2 separate regions of the Rattus norvegicus genome follow, and region 2 is linked to region 1. Evidence: chromatin contacts called from public Hi-C data. All regions are on one chromosome and are shown on one strand. The core of a region is the stretch at or near the end of the contact, and the rest is flanking DNA. Distances in the headings are between cores, read along the strand shown. Region 1 overlaps Odc1 (ornithine decarboxylase 1). Region 2 overlaps Hpcal1 (hippocalcin-like 1).

The links. Hi-C and Micro-C count contacts between places; a contact is called where the count stands out from the background.
Region 2: a Hi-C map of liver shows a contact between it and region 1, with 8 times the contacts expected there. The contact joins two enhancer-like sites. A contact is called at or near these places in 11 of 12 Hi-C or Micro-C datasets (the A7r5 cell line, Schwann cells, frontal cortex and 6 more) and 1 of 1 datasets of contacts at active chromatin or transcription factors (oligodendrocytes).

What each region holds. Positions count from the first base shown.
Region 1 is chr6:46,061,662-46,067,914 of GRCr8, reverse strand. Odc1 (ornithine decarboxylase 1) reads right to left here. Exons shown (of 12, transcript NM_012615.3): 5 at 6,225-6,253; 6 at 5,889-6,023; 7 at 5,708-5,789; 8 at 5,453-5,536; 9 at 4,775-4,937; 10 at 4,581-4,693; 11 at 4,112-4,326; 12 at 2,767-3,627. The coding sequence ends at 3,483. Among named protein-coding and RNA genes, the nearest start is that of Snora80l1, 4.9 kb to the right of the region's middle. Within about 2 kb of position 2,879, at least 3 of the 93 cell types and tissues checked have an H3K27ac peak or open chromatin away from gene starts, as enhancers often do. A contact at or near this core is called in liver, where this site is marked.
Region 2 is chr6:46,306,965-46,313,217 of GRCr8, reverse strand. Hpcal1 (hippocalcin-like 1) reads right to left here. Exons shown (of 5, transcript NM_017356.3): 4 at 4,907-5,012; 5 at 1-714. The coding sequence ends at 617. Among named protein-coding and RNA genes, the nearest start is that of Asap2, 77 kb to the left of the region's middle. Within about 2 kb of position 3,662, at least 3 of the 93 cell types and tissues checked have an H3K27ac peak or open chromatin away from gene starts, as enhancers often do. A contact at or near this core is called in liver, where this site is marked.

The sequences.
Region 1 (6,253 bases), core at 1,630-4,129:
CAGGGCCAGGATCCTGGTGTTTAAGACTCAGAAGCCCTGTCAAACTGCTGAGTTAAATGAGATAAACCACAAATGATGTTTCTTAATGGGTTCCAGGTAATATCTTAAAATTTACTTGCTAAATACGACCTCTCTGCCTAAATCAAGAGCTGAATATGCACAGCTGCCAAGGTGGGGTGGGAACTGGAGGGAACAGGCCACATCCCAGGGTTTGCATACCTAGTAGAGGCACACTCCTGCCAGATACCCTCAGCCTAGCTTCCTATGCCTCTCCCAGAGTGCGTGGGTTGTCAAGCATGGAGGCCCAGCAGGTTCCTTCCACCTTAGAAACCCTTTAGGTCAGCTGGGCTGCGGTGGTGCACCCCTTTAATACCAGCACTAGGGCAGTAGGGGCAGGTGGCAGTTTGAGGCCAGCCTGGTCTACATAAAATCCTTCTCTACCAACAGCAGCAATGTTTTAGGCGTGTGGCCAGGAATAGCCTAGTTAGTAGGTTTTCTACAGAAACTTGAGAAAACTTTGGCTTATAGACAGATCATAGATTATTTCTCTGCCGGTGAAATGTGCTAATTCAGGCCAGATTCTAGTATATTTGTTCCGGAGTTCACAGGCTCCAAGGACTGAGGCCAGGGGAATTCCATTTGGGGAGAGGAGGGCAGGGGGAAGAGAAAGAAAGTGTATGAGTGCAGAGAAGGGGGAGAGTGCAAGGGAGCAGGCCAAAATATCTGGATTATGTAGAGCAGAGCCTCTTGGGTAGCCCTGAGCTGTAAAGTTCAAGCTGTGACAGGGTATGCCAGGTAGGAACCTGGAGACCTTTGATATGTAAAATGTGTGCCTCAGTCCCTAGTTCTGGTCTGAAACCAAACAACCATCATGGAGGGAAGCCAGGTCAGGAGCTCTGTCAGGAAATGGGCAAGTCCTAGAGATAGCACTGGCTCACTCCTAGAGGTAGCTAGAGGCTCTGTGCCTGGTAAGAATAGGATCTGGGTCTGTCCGCTCCAGTCCCAACTCAGTCCAAGACAGTTCAGGGCCACAGGTGACCTGGGCTGCCCCCTACCTGCTGCTATTTGGCTAGGAAATGAACCAGAGGACAAAGTGTCAGGAGTTAGTGAGATGGTCCAGTGAGAAAGGGATTTGCCTTATAGGCATGAGATCCCAAGTCTGATCCCAGCACCCACATACAAACCAGGTGGCAGAGGCCAGTAATCCCAAACCTGGAGAGGTAGAAACAGGATCCCTAGGGCTTGTTGACCAGTCTAGTTAGTGAGCTCCAGGTTAGAGAGACCCTGAGTGGAGGTGGAGAGGGATCACTGGTGCTATAGGCTGCCTTCTTAGCTCCAGGTTCAATGAGTCCTTTCTCAGGAGACAACAGGACATATGACATTCTCCTCTGGCACTGTCCAGCCCTCTCCTGATACACATACATCACATAAAACTATACTAGCTAGAGCTTAGTAAATGTTAATTATGTTTAATGGATTTTAGTTATGCTGTAGCTAAATTTTTAACCTTTTTTTTTTTGGTTCTTTTTTTCGGAGCTGGGGACCGAACCCAGGGCCTTGCGCTTCCTAGGCAAGCGCTCTACCACTGAGCTAAATAAATCCCCAACCCCAATTTTTAACCTTCTAATAAGCTATCCAGAGATCAGAGGCTAGTCTCTGGCCTCCACACACATGGTAGCACCCATAAGCCAAAACTTTCAGAAAAGCTGAGTGTGGAATCTTAGCATTCACTTGTGACACTGAGGCAGAATTGAAGGCCAGGCAGGGGTTGGATCCCACTGCCTTCCTTAGCACTTGAGAACGAAGTCAAAACTGCCTCCCTGACCTGAGCATACCTGTCTTCCAGAACTTAACTCCAAAGCCTGAATGATAGGCAACCACTCTATCAGAGCAAGTAACTGCTTTTGCCAGCCAGCCAGGTTAAGAATGGTTTGTGGGCTGGAAAAATGGCTCAGTGGTTAAATGCACTGGCTACTCTTGTGGAGGACCTAGTTCCAGAAAATGTTCTCTTCTGGGCACCTCAGACAAAACCCACATGGTACATATACATATGTGGACACCATCACCAATTTGAGGGCAGTCTGATCTATAAAACAAATTCTAGGCCAGCATAGTGGGGCCCTACTTCAAAAAGGCAGAAAACAAGTACTTTCCTATAAACCATGCTGGCTTCATAGTTAAGTATGTATTTCCAGCAATCATATGATGCATTATCTTTAAAACTGTGGAAAATGTATCGCTAAGAGCTAGAGAAACCTTAATTTCCCCCAGTTATCCAAACTACCAATGACCAGACCTGGGGGTGGGGCCCTTCCACCCTATCACATTTACACAGGAGCCTCCTGGCACAGCACCAGACACCTGAGCCTTTACTTCAGATCTTCCCTAACTCCAGTCACAGTCATTGTGGCTCCCAAGAAAGTTAAACATTTTAGCAAGTAAACCCATAGCCCTGTGCCTTGGAGACCCTTAAGAAACAGCTGAGAAGTGACTCCCTCTTTATGGAGGGCACAGGCAGCTCCAGCTTTAGACCCATGGGCAACACTCCAGATGACTGCTTAGCTTTAACTCAGGCCTTATCTTGAGGTAGCCTGTAGAGCCCATACTGTCTCCCAGTGCTGGATCACAGGATCCCTTCCTCCTGACCTACAGGTCTTCAATACTAACTAGGTTAAGAGTCTGGCATTTCTTTGGGGATGCAATAGGTGTATAAACTGAGCAGGACTATAATATGAAAGGTCAAGGTAAAAATTTACAACACAGTAGTTGCTGTTGTTGAATTTATTACAGGAAGTTGACTGCCAAGTGCTGTTCGATACTTCAACTGTTACTAGGTGGTGATGCAGCTGAGGCCAAGGGTTGAGGGAGCAGTCAGGGTTTCTGCAGGCAAGGTTCAAAGAGCCTCAGATGCCCTCTCCTTAGGAAGTGGCCAAGTCAAGAGGCCACTAGGCAGATGATACTCTTAAGAGACTTTGGGCACCAAGTTCACAGTAAACACTTGAGATGGGCTAAGCACATTGATGCTGTACAGAGGGGGCACAGCTTTGTATCATCCACATCTCTGCTGGGCTAGACTCACTGCTGTAACACACAGCCTGTGCAGAAGTTTGTGCCTTCTGTAAGGGATACTTGCACACATTCTCCAATGTCCAATCATTTCAAGATACTTTATTTTCAAAATGGGTCACAACATAAGCTTTTAGCCCATTCTGCCAATGTACAAGCTACAAATGCTTGCTCAGCAGCCGAGGGGCACTCATTAGTATCAGGTCTGAAAAGTGAATAAAAATCCATATAAAATATTCAAAGTTTCCATAGGAACACAGTAAGTGTGACCCCCATCTCCTAGTCTTTCCATACTGCATTGGTGCCAACCCTACTCTTACAAAGACATTCCAAACTAGCAGTAATTAAGTTAAATGGTCCCCCCAAATGCCGTGAACTCAAGCTAAACTTGCAGGTAAGAGCTACAAGAATGGCATCTATACATTGATACTAGCAGAAGCACAGGCTGCAGGGTGACGGTCCATCCCGCTCTCCTGGGCACAAGACATGGGCAGAGTGCCAACATCCTGCTCCTCCACTTCTGGCGGGAAGCCATGGCTCTGGATTTGCTTCATGAGTTGCCTGAAAAACAAAGGCATATATGGCATATTCAAAACCCAAATCCCTCCAAATTGGGCAGCCTCCCAAGAGATCTCCTGACACCTCACCCTGTCACTATACCAGGAAACAATCCAATGTAAAATTTCATTATTAAGGAACCCACAGGTCACATATGCTAACTTGAATATTTTAGTTGCAAAAGAATCTAATGGCTTACTTGTAAGACCTCTCCTAGTAGTAAATATCTGAAGATGAGCAGTAATTACTTGGAAAAACTCCATTTCTGTATTTAGCTCAAGGTAAAAAAAAACTTATCAAACATAAAAAGCAAGCACAAATTCAGTCCCTTTGAGACAGGTCAGGTGATCCTTCCCCTCAGCACATACTGCCTTCCCCCCATAGTATGTGTGTGTGTGCATCAGGCATAACCCAGGCTTCTGGCTCACAGTAGGCAAACATTACACTGAGCAACCAAAAGAGCATGAGCAGGCACAGCCCCACTCACCACATTGACCGTGACATTACGTAGTAGATGTTTGGCCTCTGGAACCCATTGAAAGTAGAAGCAGCAGCAACAGTGTATGCACCCATGTTCTCAAACAGCATCCAATCACCCACATGCATTTCAGGCAGGCTACAGCGCTCGACGATCCGATCAAGGCCATCACATGTTGGTCCCCAGATGCTGGATGAGTAATACTTCTCATCTGGCTTGGGTCTCTGTATAAAGACAATGTTTGTTTTTTGTTTGTTTTTTTTTTAAAGATTATAAATACACTGTAGCTATTCTTCAGACACACCAGAAGAGGGCATCATTACATACAGATGGTGGTGAGCCACCATGTTGTTGCTGGGATTGAACTCAGGGCCTCTGGAAGAGCAGTCAGTGCTCTTAACTGCTGAGCCATCTCTCGGCCCAATGTTCTCTCTATCCTATGCATCACTCACTGCTAGAGCATGCGCTCAGAACTCACCTTCTGCAGCAGGGCCTTCACATGTGCATGGTCATAAAGAATGCAGTTAAATGACCCATACACTCCATCATTCACGTAATACATCAAAGTTTGCTCGTTTGACTCATCTTCATCTAGAAAAACAGATCACCCTAATTACCACCCAGCATATCAACTGTTATCCCACATGACTCACTCATCCTGCCACCACATACCGTCCGAGCCGGTCTGCTCCTTCCACACGGTTTTTTTGGCAATGATATTCACTGCAAGTGTGAAAGCTGATGCGACGTAGTATCTGCCTGGCTCAGCTATGATTCTCACTCCAGAGTCCGATGGGAAGTACTTGTCCAGAGCTGGGTTGATTACACTGGTGATCTAAGTGAGAGAAGGGAGCAGCCATTTGTTATAGTTGAGGAGAAAGATCACACTGCTGTGTGTAAGAACAGGACATGACCTAGCATAGCAGGTCTGTCATCAGGCAACAGAAGCAACAAACCTCTCTGGAAACTAGTCTGTACATACACCACTTCCCACTCCCCTCAGGACCATCTCTTTCTAACACATTATGAATAGTTTATATTAATATTTAATAAAATAGCACAAAATGGATTACAAGAGGGGCCAAATGCTGAATTCTGAATACATGCCAACAAGATATAACTCCTTCCACCCTGTCTACTTCATAGTACAATAGTGATAAGCACTGAGCTAAACATTAAAATATGGGAAACAGGCAGGAGAACTGAAAGTTCAAGGCCAGCCTGGGCTACAGTTGCAAATAACAAGTAGTGAGAACAAAACACCAGGCATGTTGGCTCCTTTAATCAGTAAAAACACCACAATGGTAAATACATATCTCACCGTCTGTAGGTTAATGTTGTAATAATTACCTCCTCAAATTTAAGCTTCGTGTCTTCAGACCCAGGAAAGCCACCACCAATGTCAAGCAGATACATGCTGAAACCAACTTCTGTCTAGAATCAAGAAAATTTGGAAGTCAAATTGCTAGATTCACAAGTTTAAATGCACAGGACAGATGGTTTTAAAATCTGTTATGCAGACAGCTTCTACAAGAGGCAAATTCTAGATTCAGTGGTTTGGTTATTTCAATCAAGACAGCCCTCCTCCAGGAGTCATGTACTTACTCCCATGTCAAAGACACAGCGGGCATCTGACACTGCCTGCACGAAGGTCTCAGGGTCAGTACACCCACTGCCCACATGGAAGCTGAAATAAAAACAAGATGCTGTTCTTTGACTAGTTCTCAGAGGAAAAAAGGGCCTTAAAATTTAATGTCTCAGTCTGTAACTATCACTGAGACCTCACCTGACACCAATGACATCAATATTTAGCTCTTTTGCCCGTTCCAAGAGAAGCCTGCTGGTTTTCAGTGTGGCACCAAACTTAACACTGAGCCGACAAACTGCTTTGGAATCATCAGTGGCAATCCGCAAAACCAACCTAGGTGGACAGAAACAAGTGCATGCACCAAGTAAGCACTCTGTACACGTTCATCCAATCAGCCTGTCTAGGCACTACTGCTTGTGGGTCTGATTCTAACCCAGGGTTTAGCCTGGTTCTTACTATGTATAGGAATAAGGAACCAAGATTATAGTCTGCCTAGCAAGGCCCAGCCTTTTTGTGCTCAATCAGAAGACTTACTTTGCCTTTGGATGTGCTCTGGCAACTTT
Region 2 (6,253 bases), core at 2,413-4,912, 240 kb before region 1:
GCATAAATACCACAGCACAGCCAGACTTGGGGGTGGGGTGGGGTCACAGGCCACAGGGGACCATGCTTCAAAGGCAGTCAGAGGCATTAAATACAGGGGCTAAACGTTAGAGTCCATCTCACCGTACACATAACTCATACATTAAAAGTAAGGAGACCACGGTATGTACGTGCAAGCGGCTTTGGTCAGAGAAAATGAACAAGGGAGGTGGAGCCATGCACAGGAAGGGCTTGCCTGTCTACTCTCCATCTTCTTCATCCCCACAAAGTCACCTGGGATCATAGAATGAATCAGCTGGTCTCGGTAGGATACTGAAAAGTCGTGTCTGGTGTCCTTAAGGGCCTCCGGGCCCTCTGTGGGCAGGGAGGAGCCCTACAGCCGAGAACACTTGAACCCTTGGAAGGAACCAACCTGGACTGGAGGGGGAGGGATATCGAACGGACGGATCAGATAGAGGAGGGAGTTGCGGCTGGGCAGGTCGGGTGGGTGTGATGTGCTGCCTGGCCCAGGTCCCGGGAGAGCAGGAGAGATCACGGAGGAATCCACTTTTGCAAGCAAAGCTGAAGATGGCAGGTCAAGCCTGTGTTTCTCACAACTGTCCAAAAGCCCGTTCCCCTCAGAACTGGCTAGCACTGCTGGGGTCACACTGCAGCAACCGGACAATGGACGGGTCGCTCTTGGCACCTTTGATGAATTCTTCCAGGGACAGTTTGCCTGAGGGATAGAAGTGGGAGACGTAGGATTAGCCAGTGCTCTGGTTCAAGTCTGGAACCCTCTGGGAAATGGACAATGTCCAGTCTCCGCTCACTTCTAGGGCATTTACATGCGAGTGTACACACATTTATTTACTGTGCATATGTATGTGGGCGCATATGCCATGTTGAGGCACATAGGTGGTCAGAGGACAAGCTGTAAGAGCTGGTTCTCCTTTTATGGCATAGGTTGTAGGGGCTGAGGTTTCGTAATGAATTCTGTGGCTAGAAGTAAGCTGCCAGCCCCACCTGGAGACCTGGAGAGCTGCCATGATCTGGGGCAGCTGGGGAGACAGGACAAACTATGGGTGCTGGTCTAGTTCTATTTCTGTTACTGTGATAAAAATCCCCCAGCCAAAAGCAACTTAAGGGAGGAGGTTTTCTCTGGTTTAGTCCTAGGTTACAATCTATCACTACAGGGAATAACTTTAAAACGTCACAGGGCAGAGAGAATGGATGTATGGGTGCATGACTGTTTGCTGATACTCGGCCTTTTCCTTTATTATACTGTTCAGGCCCCCTGTCTAGAGATTGGCAATTGGCCTTCTTATACCAATTAACCAAGACAACCCCCACCAGGCATGCTCATAGGCTGCCACTGTAGGATGATGTCATTGTGCAGCAAGGCGGGTCCAGGATAAGGCGAAGCCTGTCATTGGATGAGAAGGAAGGGTAGGTGGAAAAAAAGTCTAGGAAGGAGGGAGGGGGAGGAGGAGGAGAATGGGAGATCAAGATGGAGTCTATGGAGAGGGATGGTTCAGATTTAGGTGAACTAGATCGATTTTATCTTGTCTATGTGGGCGGTTTATATCTTTATCAATTGGCAGTGAATTTATTGCGTGGATGAATTGTGTATTGAGAATTTAACATGTAAATCTAATTGCTAAAAATTACAAGTTTGTGGAACTTTGATTTTACTGGGCTAAAGAGGACAGTGTGTGAAAGAAATGGCTGAGAGGCAGTTGGAGCGTGCGGATCTGGTTCTGTTGCCCTTGCAGAGTAAGAACATACAAGGGCTCGCAGAATGAGGTGTGTGTGTGTGTGTGTGTGTGTGTGTGTGTGTGTGTGTGTGTGTGTATGTCAGGCGCAGTAACTACTGCCTAGGGGACCACGCGGAGAGGGTTGCTAAAAGGGAGACAGCCAGGAGTGGGCAGCTTGCGGGCTGTGTGGCAGAGTAGCAGCCGGAGCGAGCGGATCCTTTAATATAGTTCCTTGTGTTGTGCCGACCCCCAAACGTAAGATTATTTTCATTGCCACTTCAACACTGTAATCGTGCTACTGTTATGAATCAGAACGTAATATCTCTGTTTTCTGGTGGTCGTAGGCAACCCCCGGAAAAAGCTCATTTGATCCCCAAAGGGATCAGGACTCGTAGGTTGAGAACCACTGATCTAGATAATTCTTCGTTAAGACTCTTCTGAGCTGGGCAGTGATGGCACACATCTTTAATCCTAGTACTCAAGAGGCAGAGACAAGTGGATCACTGAGTTCAAGGCCAGCATGGCCTAAACAGCAAGTTCCAGGACAGCCAGGGCTACACAGAGAAACCCTGCCTCTAACTAACAAACAAACAAACAAACAAACAAACAAACAAAAAACAAGCAAAAAGGACTCTCTTCTAGGGCTGTAGAGATGGCTTAGCAGTTAAGAACAGTTGCTGCTTTTGCAGAGGGTCCTGGATTCAGTTCCAGCATCCACAGGGCGGTTCCCAACCATTTGTAACTCCAGCTCCAGGGGGACCCAGTGCCCTTCTCTGGCCTCTAACATACATTCATACATATACAAACATACATTCAGGCAAACATTCATATACAAAATAAATACTAAATCTTAAGAAAGAGACTTCTGAAGTGATCCTAAACTGAGTCAAGTTGACACTTAAAACCATCACAGCGCCTCCTAGTGTAGACTCTTGACAGCTCCGGGGGATGAGAGCTTTGCTGTCCTCCGATTCTTGATCCTGTCTGTGCCAGCTTCTCTGAACGCCCTGCCTTCTCCTTTCTTTCTTTTTCTTTCTTTCTTTCTTTCTTTCTTTCTTTCTTTCTTTCTTTCTTTCTTTCTTTCTTTCTTTCTTTCTTTTTGGTTCTTTTTTTTCGGAGCTGGGGACCGAACCCAGGGCCTTGCACTTCCTAGGCAAGCGCTCTACCACTGAGCTAAATCCCTAACCCCGCCTTCTCCTTTCTTGAGTGCTAGCAAATGGTCACTGGTGTACAGGGTGGATTACGTGCTCAGTGACCTCCATAGTGTGACCAAACAACTGGGCAAGTGCACAGTGGGGACACAGACTCCACTCTGAAGCAGGTGAGGTCCCGGCTTTGACAATCAGAAACAACGGCCCTCCATGTTAAGTGTGCCGCCAGCGTGGTACTACTTTAGCCTCACGCCCACGTAAGTGGGTTTATCCCCGTTTCACAGAGAAGAAAGCCAAGCCTGGGAAGCGGCCAAGCCTCAGTACGGTCTGTCAGAACCCAAGCCTTGATGTCACAATACACAAGAGGGTAAAGAACACTTTCTAAATTGGCTGGAAGGCAGGCAAGAGGCTGTCTTGCTTTGTGTGCGGACATGTTTTGAAAGGCATTTCCTTGCTGTCTGGAAAGTTTTTTTTGCTGTCTACAGTTCCACAGGAACCTTGAGCCCCGCTGAGCTCCGTCCTCAACTCACCTGCGCAGAGTACTCGAGGCTCACACACGGCACTTTCTGGTGCATTAGCGTACATTTAATCTCAGCGCAACCCGGGGAGCCTTTTCTTTCCTTAATGCTGCATTTCTTGTTGGAACAAAAGCCAATCAGTCTTGGCTCTACAAAGCCACAGACAGGCAGAATCAACTCACCGTGCAGCTACCTCTCCCTGGCTGAGGTCCTATGAGGAACTCACAGCCAAGGCACAGGAGGACACAGGGCATGTCCTCGTGACCTCTCACCACCTCGCCACTTCCTGAGACCTGCCTTTTTGCAGCTGTGGCAGGACCTCGGAGTCCTAGGTAGGATGGCCATAGCCAGATTTCTTTGCTTGATGAGCCCCATGAGGATCTGGGGTGCTTCGTTTCCCAGGGTGATGGCCTGGCTGGCCTCTCAGGATCTTGAGACTGGAATTCACAGTGTACCATTATACCTGCCTCCCTTCCCCAAATAGACTCGTGGAAATAGTAAAACCACTCCCTCCATCAACATGTGTGTTGGCTAATTTTATGTCAACTTGACAAAGCTATAGTTATCAGAGAGGAGGGAGCCTCAACTAAGAAAATGCCTTTATACAATGCCTGCATGAAAACCTGTAGGGCATTTTCCTTTCTCTCTCTCTCTCTCTCTCTCTCTCTCTCTCTCTCTCTCTCTCTTTCTTCCTTCCTTCCTTTCTTTTTTCTTTCCTTCCTTCCTTTCCTTTCTTATTTCTTTCCTTCCTTTCCCTTCCCTTCCTTCCTTCTTTTCTTCTTTCCTCACCCCCCCCCCTTTCTTTTTGTTTTCTGAAACAGGGTTTCTCTGTGTAACAGCCCTGGCTGTCCTGGAACTCACTTTTAGACCAGGTTGGTCTTGAACTCACAGAGAGCCTGTCTCCTAAGTGCTAGGATTAAAGACATATGCCACCATGCCTGACCAGAAAGGCATTTTCTTAATTAGTGATTGATGGGGGAGGGCCCAACCCATGGTGGGTGGTACAACCCTGGGCTGGTGGTCCTGAATTCTATAAGAAAGTGGATTGAGCAAGCCAGGGGAAGCAAACCAGTGAGCAGCATCCCTTCATGGTCTCTGCATCAGCTTCTTCATCCAGCTTCCTGCCCTCACTGTTTTTGATGATGAACTATAATATGGAAACTATGAGTAAATAAACCCTTTTCTCTCCAAGTTGCTTGTGGTCATGGGGTTTAATCACAGCAATGATAACCCTAACTAAGACAACATGTATGAAGCCTACAGCTTGGAGGGTCTACTGATCTACCCATGGTCATAAGCCATAGGAAGGGTTCAGGATGCAGGCTAGGTGTCCCTGACCCTGAATTCTAGTCTTTTTTCCTTCAGCAGAGCTGAATCGAGGGGGCTGGGAGGGAGCAGAGCAGAGGGTGTACCCCAAACACATCTGTGCCAACAGCAGTTTCACAGGTGCATCTGTGCGCCCCACCCCCTTCACCCCCTATCCCCAACCCCACAAAGCTTCCTACCATCATTGTTTGTGTCCATCTGCCTGAAGATCTTGTCTGTTCGCTTCTCGGGTGTGGACTCATCCTCGGGCATCTTCATCACGGAGGACACCATCTTGTAGATGGCCTGCAAAGGGGCGTCTGTGAGTGTGCTTGGGAGGATGGAGGATGGGTGATGGCTCTCACTCAGCCTGCCAAGGAGCATGGGCAGGGCAGAGTGCTCCCTGGCTGTGTCAGGACCCTTCTCTCATCAGAACAAATCTCACAGACAAGGCGTTGGGTGAAGGGAGCCAGTACAGGTTAATTGACGTTCAAGCGCACAGGATACAGCTGGGGACTCTGGGCTGGGAGTGTGGGGGTTAGGGGGCATGATGTCTGTCTAAAAGGTACAAAGGATCTTTGGTGGGGGGCTGGGGAATGCCTGGGGGGGAGGTCAAAGGGGAAATACAGTGACCCCTGCCCACCCGTGGGTCTTGCATCTGCAGATTCAACAAACTACAGGTGGGAAATCATCTTGGAAAAGAAACTGGAGGCACACAGACCTTTTCTTATTATTTCCCAAATGATATAAAGCATCATTAGCACATCTCTAGCCACCGCATTAGGCACTTATATAACTGCTTTCCTTATTGTATGTATGTATGTATGCATGCATGCATGTGTGTGTATGCATGTATGTGTGTATGCATGCATGTATGATGTATGTATGCATGTATGATGTATGTATGCGTGTATGCATCTATTTATTTATTGGGAGGTGTTGATAATGTGGAGCTCAGAGGACAACTTGTGGAAGTTGGTTCTCTTTTCCTACCATGTGGGTCTTAGGGAATCGAACTCAGGCTGACAGGCTTGGTAGCAAGCACCTTTACCCACAGAGTCATCTCACTGGCCCAGATACAGAGGTGGTTTAAAGCATGGAGGGGTAGAATGAAGGGTGCACATAAGCATGATTCCCATGCAGGACTGACTGCTGCCTCATCCTTTACCAAGTCATTCTGATTTCTATAGGAGGCCCTATAGACAGCTAAGGTGTGTGTGTGTGTGTGTGTGTGTGTGTGTGTGTGTGTGTGTGTGTGTGTTAAACGCATGTGGGCGTATGAACACCTGTACAGAGACCAGACAGGAGCTATACAGAGACCAGACAGGAGTGCTGGCGTCTACGGCATTTCCTTTTGTCTCTCACTGAACCTGGAGCTCACGCTTTTAGCTAGGCAGCCTGGTCAACAAGCTTCTGGGACTCACTAGTCCTCTAGTTCTAGGGTTTCAGGCATGCTCAGCCACTCCTGGCTTTTCCATGGGCGTGGGGATCAGAACTCGGGTCCTCTTTGTGCATCAAGTACTCTTACCCATTGAGCCATTTCCCTG